Regions from separate parts of the Mus musculus genome. Here region 2 is linked to region 1. The links are chromatin contacts, called in public Hi-C maps. All regions are on one chromosome and are shown on one strand. The core of a region is the stretch at or near the end of the contact, and the rest is flanking DNA. Distances in the headings are between cores, read along the strand shown.

Region 1 (6,812 bases), core at 2,743-5,242:
TGTCTGTGTAGTTTGTTTAGATCAACACTTTCCAATCTTAATTAAAAATTTTCAGGCATCTTTTTTTGTGTCTGCTGTATGACTGAACATTGAAAGATCTGTTTGAATTCTTTAGCAGTTGCTCTGTGCCCAGAGCCAAGAGCAGGACAAAGAAGGAGAAGTGTCCTCCTGAGGTCATTGTTTGAAAGAAGAGAAGGGGCTGTCTCCAGAGAGTTCATGGAGAAGCTGCTCTGTTCTGTGCTAATGAAAGTTCAACACCCAAAGCAGCAAAAACTAACCTAGGGCAAATGGAACTTGGTAGAAATACATCTAAGAGTTTTATAAGAATCTGAGTTTTCTTAGGACAGTTTATATCTGCAAACTGCCATGTGGGAAATACTAGTTTCCATGAAGTATTGGTCTCAAAACAACAGTGGCAGAAGTGGTGATTGCTAAAGGTATGGAATCAGAACCTGGCAGACAGGGTGGCCAAGGATGGCACATTACTGACTTCTGCCAACAGAGAGATGGAGGTAAGGATGCTACTGCTGCACAGATACAGAGTGTGGAGACAGGGCTGGGAAGTTGCTATTGGACTCCAGAATGTGTTCGATGCTGGAAGAGAGAGAGAGATACTGTGGGTGGGGATCAAGGGGGGGATTTGGATAACCATTGGTGGCCCCTGGGCAAGAAGCGAAAGGAGCAAATGGCACATTGGTATCTATGTCACATTTGGGCTTGCTAGTCCTTTCCTTGCCTCCCCGCCTCTACCTTCATCTCTTCTCCTTCTTTTCCTTTGTTTTTCTGTTGGAGAAGAGAATTCTCCACATGTGTGGAGAAGCACATGATGTAATAACTTGGGAGGGGAAGCAGCTTATGATTTCTGTCATGAAGAACAAAACCTACTGAGTGTTTTGCATACAAAATAAAAAAGAACAAGCCAATAATCTCACCACTCAGGAGGCAGAGGCATGGGGATGGCTGTTCATTCACAGCCAGTCTGGTCTCCACACAGGTTTCTAGGCCAGCCAGAGCTACACAGTGAGACTCTCTACAAAATAAAGTAGATAGACCTAAAGTAGAAGATTAAATATGTAAAAGAGTACGAATAAGTCTTGCTGTCTAAACATTAGAAAACAGATAAAAGAGGACTTGAAACCCGAACTTGGTAAATTTAAAATCCTTGTGTCTGTGAAAAACTGGAGTGGAGAAGCATATAAATTGTCAAAACATGGTATGTTTTATGTACATGCAATCATTTTTTTCGATGGCAAAAGAACAGAAGATAAATACATAACACAGCTTACAATATCTAGAAATATTAAACTGTGTCATTTTTTTTTAAAAAATAAAAAAGCTTTATGGTTTTACTGCCATTTATCAAAATGTTTTTAATAATAATATCAAACACGTGAAAGCCATATATAGAAAAGATGAAATTTTAGTGTCAGAAGCCAAAAGCTTTGAATAATAAATGTATACTGTATCCTGAAATGTGTCCTAAGGAAACATTAGGGACTCATACAGATGCTTTGGGGATCTCAAGGAAAGCATGCAGATGTTTTGGTCGGAGGGAGAGAGAGCTGTGCTTAACACCCCATGTCTGGGTCAGTACCCTGCCTTCAGTGCCACACACACACACCACAAACAAAACCAGACAACATTACAAAATTCAATGCACAGCCTGCTCCTTAGTCTTGCGCGCGCCCAACTGGCCAGGAAGAACGACGCTGCAACAGGATCCTTCTGCACACGTTTATTCAGTCCTGTTTCTTCTTGTTTATATCTCCCTTGTTTATATCTCCCCTGAACCCTGGGCCTCTCACTCTTTTATACTCTCAGTTCCCATCCACGCACAACAGGCCACGCCACCTCACCAGGTACGCAGCTTCAGCCAATCAGGGCAGCAGGGGCATATTTCCATCAAAATGGATTCACCTGTATCCTGGTACACCTGCGCAGCTCTCAAGATGTTTGTGGCTTATATGAGGAAGTCAGGTGCAAGTCATAGGACTTAGCTGCAGTCCCTGGCGCCTTTGGGACTGCCACCACACCCGCTCCTCACACCTTAGAATTGTGTTATGCAAGTTTTCTAAGCTATCATCAAAATGGCTTGTATCCATAATACCAGCACCTGGGAAGCAAAGGAGAGAGGATTCCACGTCCTAGATCAGCCTAGATTTCAATACTAAGATCCTGTTTGAAATACACAAGCATTTGAAAAACTCCCAACATAATCTCTAAAATTAACGGTAGGTAAAATTTCAGATATATGTTCTCAGGTAAATGTTATCTGAGCTGCTCAATGTTGTGCCACAGTTACACAGGCTCTCTGTGCTGGTGATTCACTACCCAGTGTAAGAAACCATCCTTTTAATATTCACACTGAATGCATAAGTCTGAAAAGTACTCATCTTGTAAAGAGATAAATTAATTGTGTTAACTCCATGGCCATACGATCAATAGCAGTATATGTCTTGGGCATCCCTCCTGTTGTATTTGACAGAGGGTTCTGTATTGACTTCCTGTAATGTGTATGTCCTTGGATTGTCCAGTGTAGGTGAACTTGTACTTTTTTTGTCGTTGGAAGCCCACTAAATTAGCCTTCTCTGTGTTCTAGGCATTATTGGAAGCCCCTGGATGAATGGATTCAGTTGATGCTCACAGCAATCCTGCTAAGTAATTACTCTGATCTCCCTTCTGCGGTTAAACAGGGAGATCACACAATTCCCCAGAGAAGTGGGAGAGCTAAGGCAAATCTATCCATGCAGAACGGTGTAGATCCTTAGCGGAAATGCCTTCTGCTATCTCATTCCGCCCTTTCTTTTCTATCTTGTTATCCAATGGCTCGCTGTACCGTATAACTCAACTCCTTACCAAGCATATCCATCCATCTCACAGCCCGGCCACTTGCTTCATGACGTCTGTTTTGTTCTTTGAGACGGGGTCTTCTATGTAGTCTAATCTGGTCTCACAATTTGCCGCGAGCCTTCTGCTTCTGTGCCCTCCATGCTGGGTTCACAGATGCCTACCACCACACCCGGTAGTCCCAAAAGCGCTAAATTTAAAGTTAGGCTGTTGTAAACCCAAATGGCGTCCTGAATGGTATTCCCTCTCAAATCTGTTCTTCCTCACCATGGGCGTGGGACTCTGCCTTCTACAGCACTGCCTAAATTAGACAGCAGGCACCAGCATCAGCCTATCGGCTTCTCCTTCCCAGACTTTACATCACTCTGTCACCTGGTGCAATGATTCTACCGCCTAAATGTCTCCCAAGAACACCCTCTCCTGTAACTTTGAGAACTGCACCTCGGTCTGGGTTTGGTTTTTTTTTTTTTTTTTTTGGGGGGGGGGGAGGGTGTTGGACGCAGGAGGGACCTCTTAGTTTTTCCAGCATCCCAGAGGATGCGGGTGGTTGCCGGTTGCCACAGGCTCTGGTTCTGTTTGAACATCTGACTCTAGAGTGGCAAAGCAGCTTCCTTTACTTAAACTTTCCATTTCAACCTCCTGAATAGAGGACTCTGTCTACTGCTTAACCAACTACAGTTACGTTCCTCACTGTGCTCACAGTACATTTCCTTCTGCTTTGGTCTCAGTTGATAATATGTGCCCAATATTTTAGTAAATTATATCATTCATTGCCAAGTACTTCAACATCAAGCTAGGTCCATTTATTGTCTTCCTTGCTTGTGCTTGTTTCTGCTGTGCTCTCCTCTACGAGGGACGATCTTTGTTTTGTTTGTTTTGCTGGTTTTTGTTTTTGTTTTTCTGAGCATGTGCTAACAGTATCTATGAGACTTTTGAATACCCTACTCTGTGGTTGGTTTCTTCCACACAGCCTACCCCTGTTTTGCCTTAATGGAGGTCTCCAGTGTGCTTCCTGTGTTCATGAATCTTATGTGACAGTTCCTACAGATCCAAAAGCTGGTCTGCTGGAAGGTCTGGAGAAGGCTCGGAGCCACAGCACGCTCTGGCCTGCAGAGGGCGTGACTGCTCTTCCTCCAGGGCAGCATTTCAGCATCTTTTGTGCTTGCTGTGGATCATCCCAGGCTTCATAATTTGGCTAATTAGCCCTGACTCCAAGCATCTTCTAGCATCCTGAGCCAACAGCTGCAGTTTTTGTGTGAACAATAAAACTAGGCTTAACGATGCGAATTGTGAAAAGACAACACTGGACACCCTTTACTGATACTCAGCCAGTGTCGTCATCCCTCCCAGGGTCTGCAAGGAAAACTCTCCCAGACCAGAGAACAGCCTGAAATGACCCACTATAAATTCCTCTGCAGAAGCGTGTATTCATCTTAATATGCTCTCCCCAGACTGCCACAGCTAGATGTCATTTGCATCTGAAATTTACCTTCCTTCTCTTCCCTGAGTCCAGCCCTGCTTCTCTTTAAGGACTTGGCTGTTAAAAATTGAAATTACCAGACATGCTGTATTTTGAATTTATGCCAGAGCTCCTTAGGCAAATGCTTTCTGCATTCCCAAGCAAGAAGAGAGAGAGCATAGTTTTCCCAACTGTCTTTGTCAGATATTCTCCTTTGCTCCTGACTTTTGTGACAAGATCCTTCTATCTGCGGGAGCTGTGCAAAATCATGGTATAAACTCCATCACCCAGGAGGTTCCTTCTCTTGTGATAAATCAGTCTCATGGAAAAAAAAAAAAAGAGTCCTTCATGGACAGTGAATGCATGATGCATGGCCTGTCATCACTGACTTGTTACCTCCGTCTGCAGGGCCTTCTGTAATGATCTAGTTACTGCGGGGTACGTCCTAAGCCTCACCTGGGCCATGCCTGGAAGGCCCATCTTTCTGGGGAATTATCAGACCAGACACAGAAGGTAGGGACTGCTGGTGGAGACATGGCCACTCAAGTTATTCAAAAAGATAAATGTTCTACCTACTGACTCTGTCATTGCATGCTAGCCAATCATGTAACACACATGAAGGACTATGCTCTGTCTTACGAGGAAAGATGTTAGCCATTTCAGTCCTGTGAAATGGTTCTCACTTGAATCAGCCTTGTTGACTTAACTCACCCTGTTCTCTGGACCCAGCTGAGTCTCAGTTCACTGCACACATGAAACACTGACATGTAGAACATGACAGAGAAGCTTTCACATGCCACAACATCCTAAAATGAGGCTACTGTTTTCATTTTTTTTTCCAGAGTATTGAAAGCAGGCCAAAAAATTGTCATAGTTTATAAACCAGAGAAACAAGTATGGACACTCATTTCATCTCTCTGGGGACAGCAGCATCTGCAGTAGACATGCATGTTCTATAAGAGATATTTGTGATGCCAGCAGGCATGTAGAATCTCCACTGTGCCACAATTCACTATGGAAGGATCACTAAATTTTACATGAATGTTTTTGCCAAAGACACAATACTTTCCTTAGGATTTAAATTCGAATTTAAATAGCTGTGACATCGTGGGCAGCTAGGTGAACTTGTGGGCAACTAGTATCAACTCTAATACAACAAGGCATATGTGAAAACCTAAGGACAACTTCTTCCTGTCCTTTATAGTCAAACATTTATTTTCTTGGGTGAATTCACTTTACCTGTGTCCTACGTAGGAATTGCTTGATCAGTATTGATAGAAAATCAGGGTGTCTGCTACTTTTAAACTTTACGTATGGTTTAAAATCTGCATCAGGTAACCAGACTCTTGGGAAGGACAGTTTCCTGTGGCAAACGCATGCATGGGAAGCCATAGCACATGGCTGTCTGCAGAAGGAAGCAAAGATGCTGAACAACGGATGACACCTGAGACACACACACTGACCCGTCCAGCAGGTCCAGTTATTTGAGGGTCTCGAGGGGACCTCCTCCTAAGAACCAAATGGGGGGTAGAGAGAGACGAGGGTCTTGTACGAGTAATGACACGGAAACCGTTCTGAAGTTGTATCAAGACCCCAAAATGTATTAGCCAGGCCCAAGGTTTAAATACACAAGCAAAAGGGGAAGTGCCTTTCAGCAGGAGGAATGGGGCAGAGGAAATGCACCTCAGCAGGAGGGATGGGGCAGCAGAAAGAGAGGAAGTACTTCTCAACAGGAGGGATGGGGCAGCAGAAATTTTTCTTTTGGTGACTACAAGGGGAAGCAGGAACTTGGTGGTATCAGGGTACATCTTGAGGTCAGGACATCCGGCGCTGACTTTCTCTGAGCGGTGCGTCCGGTGGCCCGCTTTTGACCCTCTTTTCTTCTGGGGGGGGGGAGGCCCAATTCAGAGATCAGGACAATAGCGTTGCCTTAATAGCTCCCAACAACACACCTCTGTGGGTAGAGCAGGGTCAGTATGGAGAAACTGCCCTAGGTTTAACATGTCCATCTTTACAAGTCCATCTTCAGACTGACATTATAAGAGTGTATCTCCCATAAATGACTCAGGCTATAATTCTGCCAAAGTGACATATATTTATAAATAACTGACCCAACGCACCATTCAAAGAGAATGGATGTTTCTTCTTTATTATTTATTTATTACTCATATGAATATTGTGTGTGCCAGTATGTATGTACATCATGTGTGTGCCAGGTACTCAAGGAAGTAAGAAAAGGGCTCCAGCTCCCCTGGACCTGGACTTATGCTTGACTGAGAGCCACCATGTTGGTGCTAGGGACCAAACCCAGGTCCCCTGCAAGGACAAGCAATGCTTTTAAATGCTGAACCATCTCTCCAGCCCCCAGACGTGAATGAGTCTTATGAAGATTGTGCTACTTACTGTAAAGAGACATTATAAGCTTCATTGTATTATCTGTCCATTTTGTGTAGATAGGTGTCTGTATTTGTACACAGATGAGTTTGGGATATAGCTGTCATGTGAC
Region 2 (6,812 bases), core at 3,039-5,538, 880 kb after region 1:
TGTGTGTGTGTTAAAGAAACACAAAGGGCTAGTATTTTAGTGAGCGTTCAATTCTGTTATATCCATTAATATCCATTAATAATAAAGCGTAGAAGGAAGCTAAGGAAAACTCAGTACCTGTTAATTATACGTGGTTTTCACTGATACATCTAAAACTTTTCCTAAGGAGTATTTGTTATTAAAACACATCTGTCTAGTTCTTTCAACAACTTCTTAATTAGTAAGAGAAAAGAATTCAAGCTTCTCAAAAGTTTACACACTAAGAAACAATGTTCAAAATATGCACACCAGACTCCTCATTCTTTGTCTTTGTTGTTGTTGTTTTGAGACAGATTTTCTCTACTTAGGTCCTGGCTGTCCAGGAACTCACCCTGTAAAACCGGGTAGAGCATGGGGAGTTTGGAAGGGATAGGAGAGGGGGATGTCTTGAATTCACAAAGATCCTCCTGCCTCTGCCTACCTTCTGAATGCTGGGATTAATGCATGTGCCACGATAAAAGCTGAGCTTTCTCACCTACTCTCCTGCTCTCTTCTGAAGGGAAATACAGTTCTGCTCCTAACTGAAAAACGACTGCATTCAATTCTCTATAAGCATTGTAGAAAATCAACAAGTATAATACAAGTTGGTATAGTTGTACCAAAGTTCCTATGTCAGTTTCTTCCTTCCTGGATCTCCATAAAAAATCCAACGAAGAAAAGACACATCCTTTCATTATACTGAGAGTTTAATTTCAAGTGACTGAGAAATAGTATTTCACAACTGGAAGAAAACTAATACAATAACCAAGAAAAATGTGATAATATTAAAAAGGCACACATTTCCCAAACAGTAATGAACAGCATTTTTTTTCAACAATTGTTAAGGCACATTTTAAAACAAATTATATAACACTGCCAAAATAAACTAATAAGAAATCCTGTAATGCTATAAACTCTAGCAATAAAGTGAGATAAGATATGGTTTAACTGCTGATAACTTTTTATCGCTGTAATAAACTATGATCCTCAGAAGAACTTTCTCCTCATATAACATAATAGCTACGACTCACCTTTTTTCTAATATTACTATACAGCAATCACTGACCCAAGATTCAGGACAGTATGGATTATGAGCAAATGCATGCTTAGTATGTAACATATTACATCACCCCAAATAACTGTTCAATACTAATATAAAAACAGAAGACATTACAGGAAAAATTATAATCTATCTGCTAGTTACATTAAATAGTCAACCTATAGTCTCTTAAAGACTAAATCTTTAAAGATACAACCTTAGGCATACTTACCATCATAAGGGCAATTAACTACAACTCATCCTATTCCTGAGCAACCCCCCTTCCCTTATAATATAAAGGATAAAATGTTCTTTTCTGACAAAGTCACTTCCCAACACATTTTAGTCACTAAATGCTCTTGTGTGTACTGACATCCCCATCTGCTGGAACATAAGTTCCTTACTGTTAAAGATTCTTAACGACAAAAAGGTTGCAGTAAAGATTTTCCAAATACAGCTTCAAAGCTTCATTTCTACCAAGGAGGTTTGTCTACGTGTAAATAACTTTCACAGGCACTAGTCTGTTCCTTTCCTTCAGGATAAGATCTAAAGCATTGGTCTAAAGAGGAAACTTTCTCCTTTTAAAATACAATGTGGATCATATTTCCATCATACACACAGATACACACAGACACACACAGATATACACACACAGACACACACACACACACTTCTCATTTTAAAAGATTTGTTCTCCTAATCTCTGCTGGGTTTAAGGTAAAAGCTACTTAAAAAGGTACAATAAAAGAGCTTACACAGTAAATATTAATATCAAAAAGTAGATAGATTTAGTACTAAAGGAAAACACTGCACATAAAATCAAAACACACTAGAAATGAGAATCACTACACATAAATTTATAATGTGTAAAAATGAGAAAGACCATTTAAATATATTTAGAAGTTTGCAGATTATTTTGATTTTGAGAATATCTCCTTTATACTATAGAAAGAATCAAGTAAGTAATAATATCACCATCAAGAATGATATTTGGGGGCTGTAGTAATGCTCAGTGGTTAAGAGTACTGGCTGCTCTTCCAGGGGACACAGATGTGATTCCTATCACTCATATGGTGACTCAAAACTGTAACTCTATTCCAAGAAGTCTAACACACTCTTCTAGCCTTCATGGGCATCAGGTACACGCGCAGACATACATGCAAGCAAGATAAACATAAAATATAACTTTAAAAATATTACTTTGGGGCTGGAGAGATGGCTCAGCGGTTAAGAGCACCGACTGCTCTTCCAGAGGTCCTGAGTTCAATTCCCAGCAACGACATGGTGGCTCACAACCATCTGTAATGGGATCTGATGCCCTCTTCTGGTTTGTCTGACAGCTATAGTGTACTCATATAAATAAAATAAATAAATCTTTTTTAAAAAATTACTTTGGTGTAGAAAAAGAATGATAAAATTGTGATAAAACTAAACTAAAAGTGCAGACACAAACTGATTAAAATAAATAGTACCTACCAGCACCCACAGGAAATAGACTGAAAAATGATCTCACATCAACAATAATGAATACTTTGTACCTATATATAGTCTGTAACACCATTCAAAATGGAAAAGAACTTTAGTGAAAACGCTAGTTTTACATATGGAGCAGAAAACACACATAGTTGAGGAATATACTGTCCCAAAAAGCAAGAAACATTCCAATAGACAAAGGAGCCAATCTGATTATCCCTGACCACAACTTATCTATGAAATCCACGCACTTAATAATGATGAGTATAAAAGGTCGCCATTTGAGTGGCTAACAACTCTGGCTACATAATGAGAAATCTACATAGCTTTCCCAATAGGATTTTATTTCAAATAATACCTACTCTGTTGTTCAAAGTTTAACTTTTCAAACTACCAAGATATTGGATGGAAGTATTAGAATGAGAAAAGCATCATGGTAGATGTTCTCATGAAATGAATTCAGGCAGATTAGCAGCTGTTAACCAAGCATAAAGGGTTCATACGCAAACCTAAGGCTGATTTAGGTTCTGATCAAAACATAAATAAAACCTTCGTTTTACAGAAGGGAACCACCCAGACTCATGCCTCTGTATTCTAATCTAGTTAACAATCTGAGTCTCACTAACAGTGAAACTGACTACTGTCTCTACTGACACAATAAAACTTAAAAGAACACACCACCACCTCTGATATAATCCAAACATGCTATACTTCAATCTGCCTTGCCTTTTAAATCTAACTTCCTAAACCTGGTGAGATGGCAGCACTCATATAATTCCTACATTTGAGAGCAGGAGGATCATTACAAATTTGAGGCCACTCAACACTAAACACACAGTAAGTTCAAAGATAGTCTGATATACAAAGCCAAGACCCAGTCTTAAGCATACAAAACAAATACAAAATTATAAATAAGTATATAAATATAATTTCCAGCATACTAAGGATACAAAGAATAAGGAAGCCGGGTGTGGTGGCACAGGCCTTTAATCTCAGCTCTTGGGAGGCAGAGACAGGCGGATTTTTGAGTTCAAGGCCAGCCTGGTCTACAAAGTGAGTTCCAGGACAGCCAGGGCTACACAGAGAAACCCTGTCTGGGAAAAAAACAAAACAAAAAACAAACAAACAAAAAAAGAATAAGGAACAATTTCCCAACAAAGAAGTTCAAGTTGAGGCATTGGGGGGGGGGGGGGTGTTCGAGACAGGGTTGAGACACTACACCCAGCTGAGGCTTTTTTTTTTTTTTTTTTTTTTTTTAGTTTAAAAATTTTTTTTTTTAATTTTTATGTAATAAAAAGTAAAAGTCCTTGAGGCATCTGTCAGTCTCTCACACAGGACACTAAAGTTAATGGAGAAGAACAGGGAGCCCAAGTCTGAGATTATAAATATGAGAAAATAAAAGATCTTCTGTCCCTGGGGTGGGGAGGTAGATGAGAGGATGGGAGAACAAGACTGGGTGAGACCCAGCTGGGACAGAGCAGGAACCTCCCCCACCCCTGCTGGACCCCAGCCTGGCCCTCTTGAAGGACCCTTCCCATTCAAGGTGCTTGGCAAGAATTCCCCAACTCCCCCAGCTGGTCCCAGCTGCTGGAGGGAAGAGACATAGATCACTTCCCTCCACTCAAGGTCGTCTCAGGTCCTGGTCAGGACAACCTTCAGTTCCCCAGGGAGTGGAAGGGGAGCTGCTGGGAGGGATGAGATTGAACTGGTTGGAGGGGAAAGCAAGAAAACAGGAGCATTAGAACCGGAGCAGCTGTCCCTGTCAATGCATCCACGGGGTGAGGGGTGTGGGAAGGAGCAGCCTCCTAGAGGAGTCTCAGGGGGCTGTCAGAAGCACAGGTCAATTACTGTTTCCCAGTAGGCCAGAGCCTTACTCAGGGGCCCAGCTCAGCCCCGCCCCACCCCCAGGTTGAGGCATTTTTTTTTAAAGATGTTTTCAAATTTTAAAAGTTTTTAAAATTATAACAAGGTTCAACTATTTGATTTGGACACTGCAGGAATAAAGAACACTCCAGATGCAACTACAGAAATCTGAGTTGTGACTCTTGTTAATGTGGTGTCACTAACAAAATATATTAATTTTGAAAGATACAAACTTTAAAGATGAAATATCAATGTATCTCTATTGTATTTTAACCAATACTGAAAATACAGCTAAGCAGAAGTAACACAGATCAGCTATAGCAATGCTCAGAAAATCTTCACTATGTTTGCTAACAAAGATTTGATTTAACACAAGACATCATTTTGAAAAACATCTCACCAAGCCAAGCTAGTTAAATTCTAAGAGTCAACAAAAGCAAGAATTTCTTCATTCTTTTCAACTTTCATCCAAAAAAATCAAAAAGTACAATTTTTGTTAGGCAGTGGTGGTGCAATGCACGCCTTTACTCCCAACACTCCAGAGACAAATACAAATGGATCTCTTGAGTTTCAGGACAGCCAGGCCTACACAGAGAAACCCTGTCTCCCCTCCCCCAACCCCACCCCATTAAAAAAAAAAAAAAAAAAAAAAAAAAAAACCACAACCCAAAACAACAATAAAATTCAATCCTCTCTTAAGTGACCAAAATTGGGCTGAAAACTATACACACATGCACATGCACATACAAACATGCACAGTCACACTTTTTGGTCATAATAAAACACAAAGGATGCATTGGTCTAAACAGAAAACTATCTTTTAAGTTTGCAGAAGAGAGCTTATTTACTATGAAGCCTTGTGGGGAAAGGAATTGTAATAAGTCAACCATACAGAAATGCTTAACTTTTTATTATCCTGTTTCTATACATGACTATATGCAATGTGTTTTTATTAGCTTATTATGCACAAGAAATTCACTATGACACACCCAAAACAAAAAGTCCAAAACTTCAGCAAAGCACTAAGAATCTCTGGAATAAACTGCAACTATCAAGTCCAGTATTTAGAATCACCACAACCCAGTCCTGATTCTGCCTACTCTCTCATCTTCACTTATTGTTTACACTGTTACTCTCCAAGCACTTGCCATTTCAACTAACCAACTAATCAATATACACATTCTAAGATGGCATCACCATCGCCAGTTCTCGTCCTTTTGTTTGGTTTCTTCAGGGTCTTCTTAGACAGTCCTGACTAGCCTAGAACTTGCTATGTACATCAGGCTGACTTTAAACTCAGGCATGTGCTGCTGTGTGGCATCTTTTGACTACCTTTCTGACACTGCCATCCTTTCTTTCTCCTAGAACGTACCTTCCCACTCATTTCATTCCAGACTACCAAGACCAGGTTACATTACTCAAGAAGATCTACTTGATACTTTAGCTCTGTGACCTGTAAACTACAGTTAAGGATTCTCACGAACATAAAGCTAACGGATAAAGCACCTTTCTCTGCCTTTCAGGTTTCTCTACCAGATTACTCCTACCAGAAGAAACTTAAAAATACTGGTAGAAAAAGACTTCTCATATGAGCAGTCTTTTTTTGTATCTTATATCCTCAGAATACATGGATTTTGCTTGGAAAGGGAGTTAATTCCATTTGTAAGAATAAAACAAATGACACAGCATTTGCCTAGCACGTGTAAGGCTCTAGGTTCAATTCTTAGCATACAATTCTAAGTAATAAAATTACTTTGCACAGCTAACAAAGAACTGAGATTTCAAAGTTTCTTTTAATAAAATTACAAATGAACAGTCACTCATCCTCCATAAACTGATATAGGGAATAGGATGTAGTAACTGAATGCAGCACACCTACTCCTCAGCTCACAATCGGCTGTCTTTAGAGCAGAGATTCTCAACCTGTGGGTCGTGACCCCACCAGAGATAGGAACACCCTTTCACAAGAATCACTTATCTGATAACACACATATCAGATATCTACATTACAATTCATAACAGTACAAAAATTACAGTTATAAAGCAGCACCAAAATAATTTTATAATAGTTGGAGGTCACAACATGAATGTATTAAAGGGTCACAGCAGCTGCTTTATATAGTGTCATTCTCCAGTTACCTCCCTGATTTAAAAACAACAACAAGAATAGAGCTATTGCCCCATGCAGATCTAAAAGTGAAGCAAACTTATGTTCCTGGCTTGAATAACTTAAAAGTATTAAGCCTCTACATTAAGTCTTCTAATGAGAAATACTGCTTCCTCTGAGTGGTTACTAAAAATAACAGTAATAAAAATAGCCACAGTGGTAAATGAACACTGAATTCATTTGTTACGGGGGCTCTATTCTTTGCTTACAGAAAAGTTCAAGTAAATTTAAATCCTCCAAACACACCTTTGG

What was found. A called contact is a pair of places that touch in the nucleus more often than the background predicts.
Region 2: a contact with region 1 is called in a Hi-C map of neural progenitor cells, with 2.3 times the contacts expected there. The contact joins two enhancer-like sites. A contact is called at or near these places in 4 of 39 promoter capture datasets (the 3T3-L1 cell line, cranial neural crest, hippocampal neurons and 1 more), 8 of 484 Hi-C or Micro-C datasets (cerebellum, cerebral cortex, cortical neurons and 4 more) and 8 of 115 datasets of contacts at active chromatin or transcription factors (SST interneurons, astrocytes, embryonic basal ganglia and 5 more).

What each region holds. Positions count from the first base shown.
Region 1 is chr17:9,424,624-9,431,435 of GRCm38.p6, forward strand. The region is part of intron 3 of Gm51424 (a long non-coding RNA gene); the gene reads right to left. Among named protein-coding and RNA genes, the nearest start is that of Gm51424, 150 kb to the right of the region's middle. Within about 2 kb of position 3,993, at least 28 of the 459 cell types and tissues checked have an H3K27ac peak or open chromatin away from gene starts, as enhancers often do. A contact at or near this core is called in forebrain and neural progenitor cells, where this site is marked.
Region 2 is chr17:10,305,188-10,311,999 of GRCm38.p6, forward strand. The region is part of intron 1 of Qk (quaking); the gene reads right to left. Among named protein-coding and RNA genes, the nearest start is that of Qk, 11 kb to the right of the region's middle. Within about 2 kb of position 4,289, at least 53 of the 459 cell types and tissues checked have an H3K27ac peak or open chromatin away from gene starts, as enhancers often do. A contact at or near this core is called in forebrain and neural progenitor cells, where this site is marked.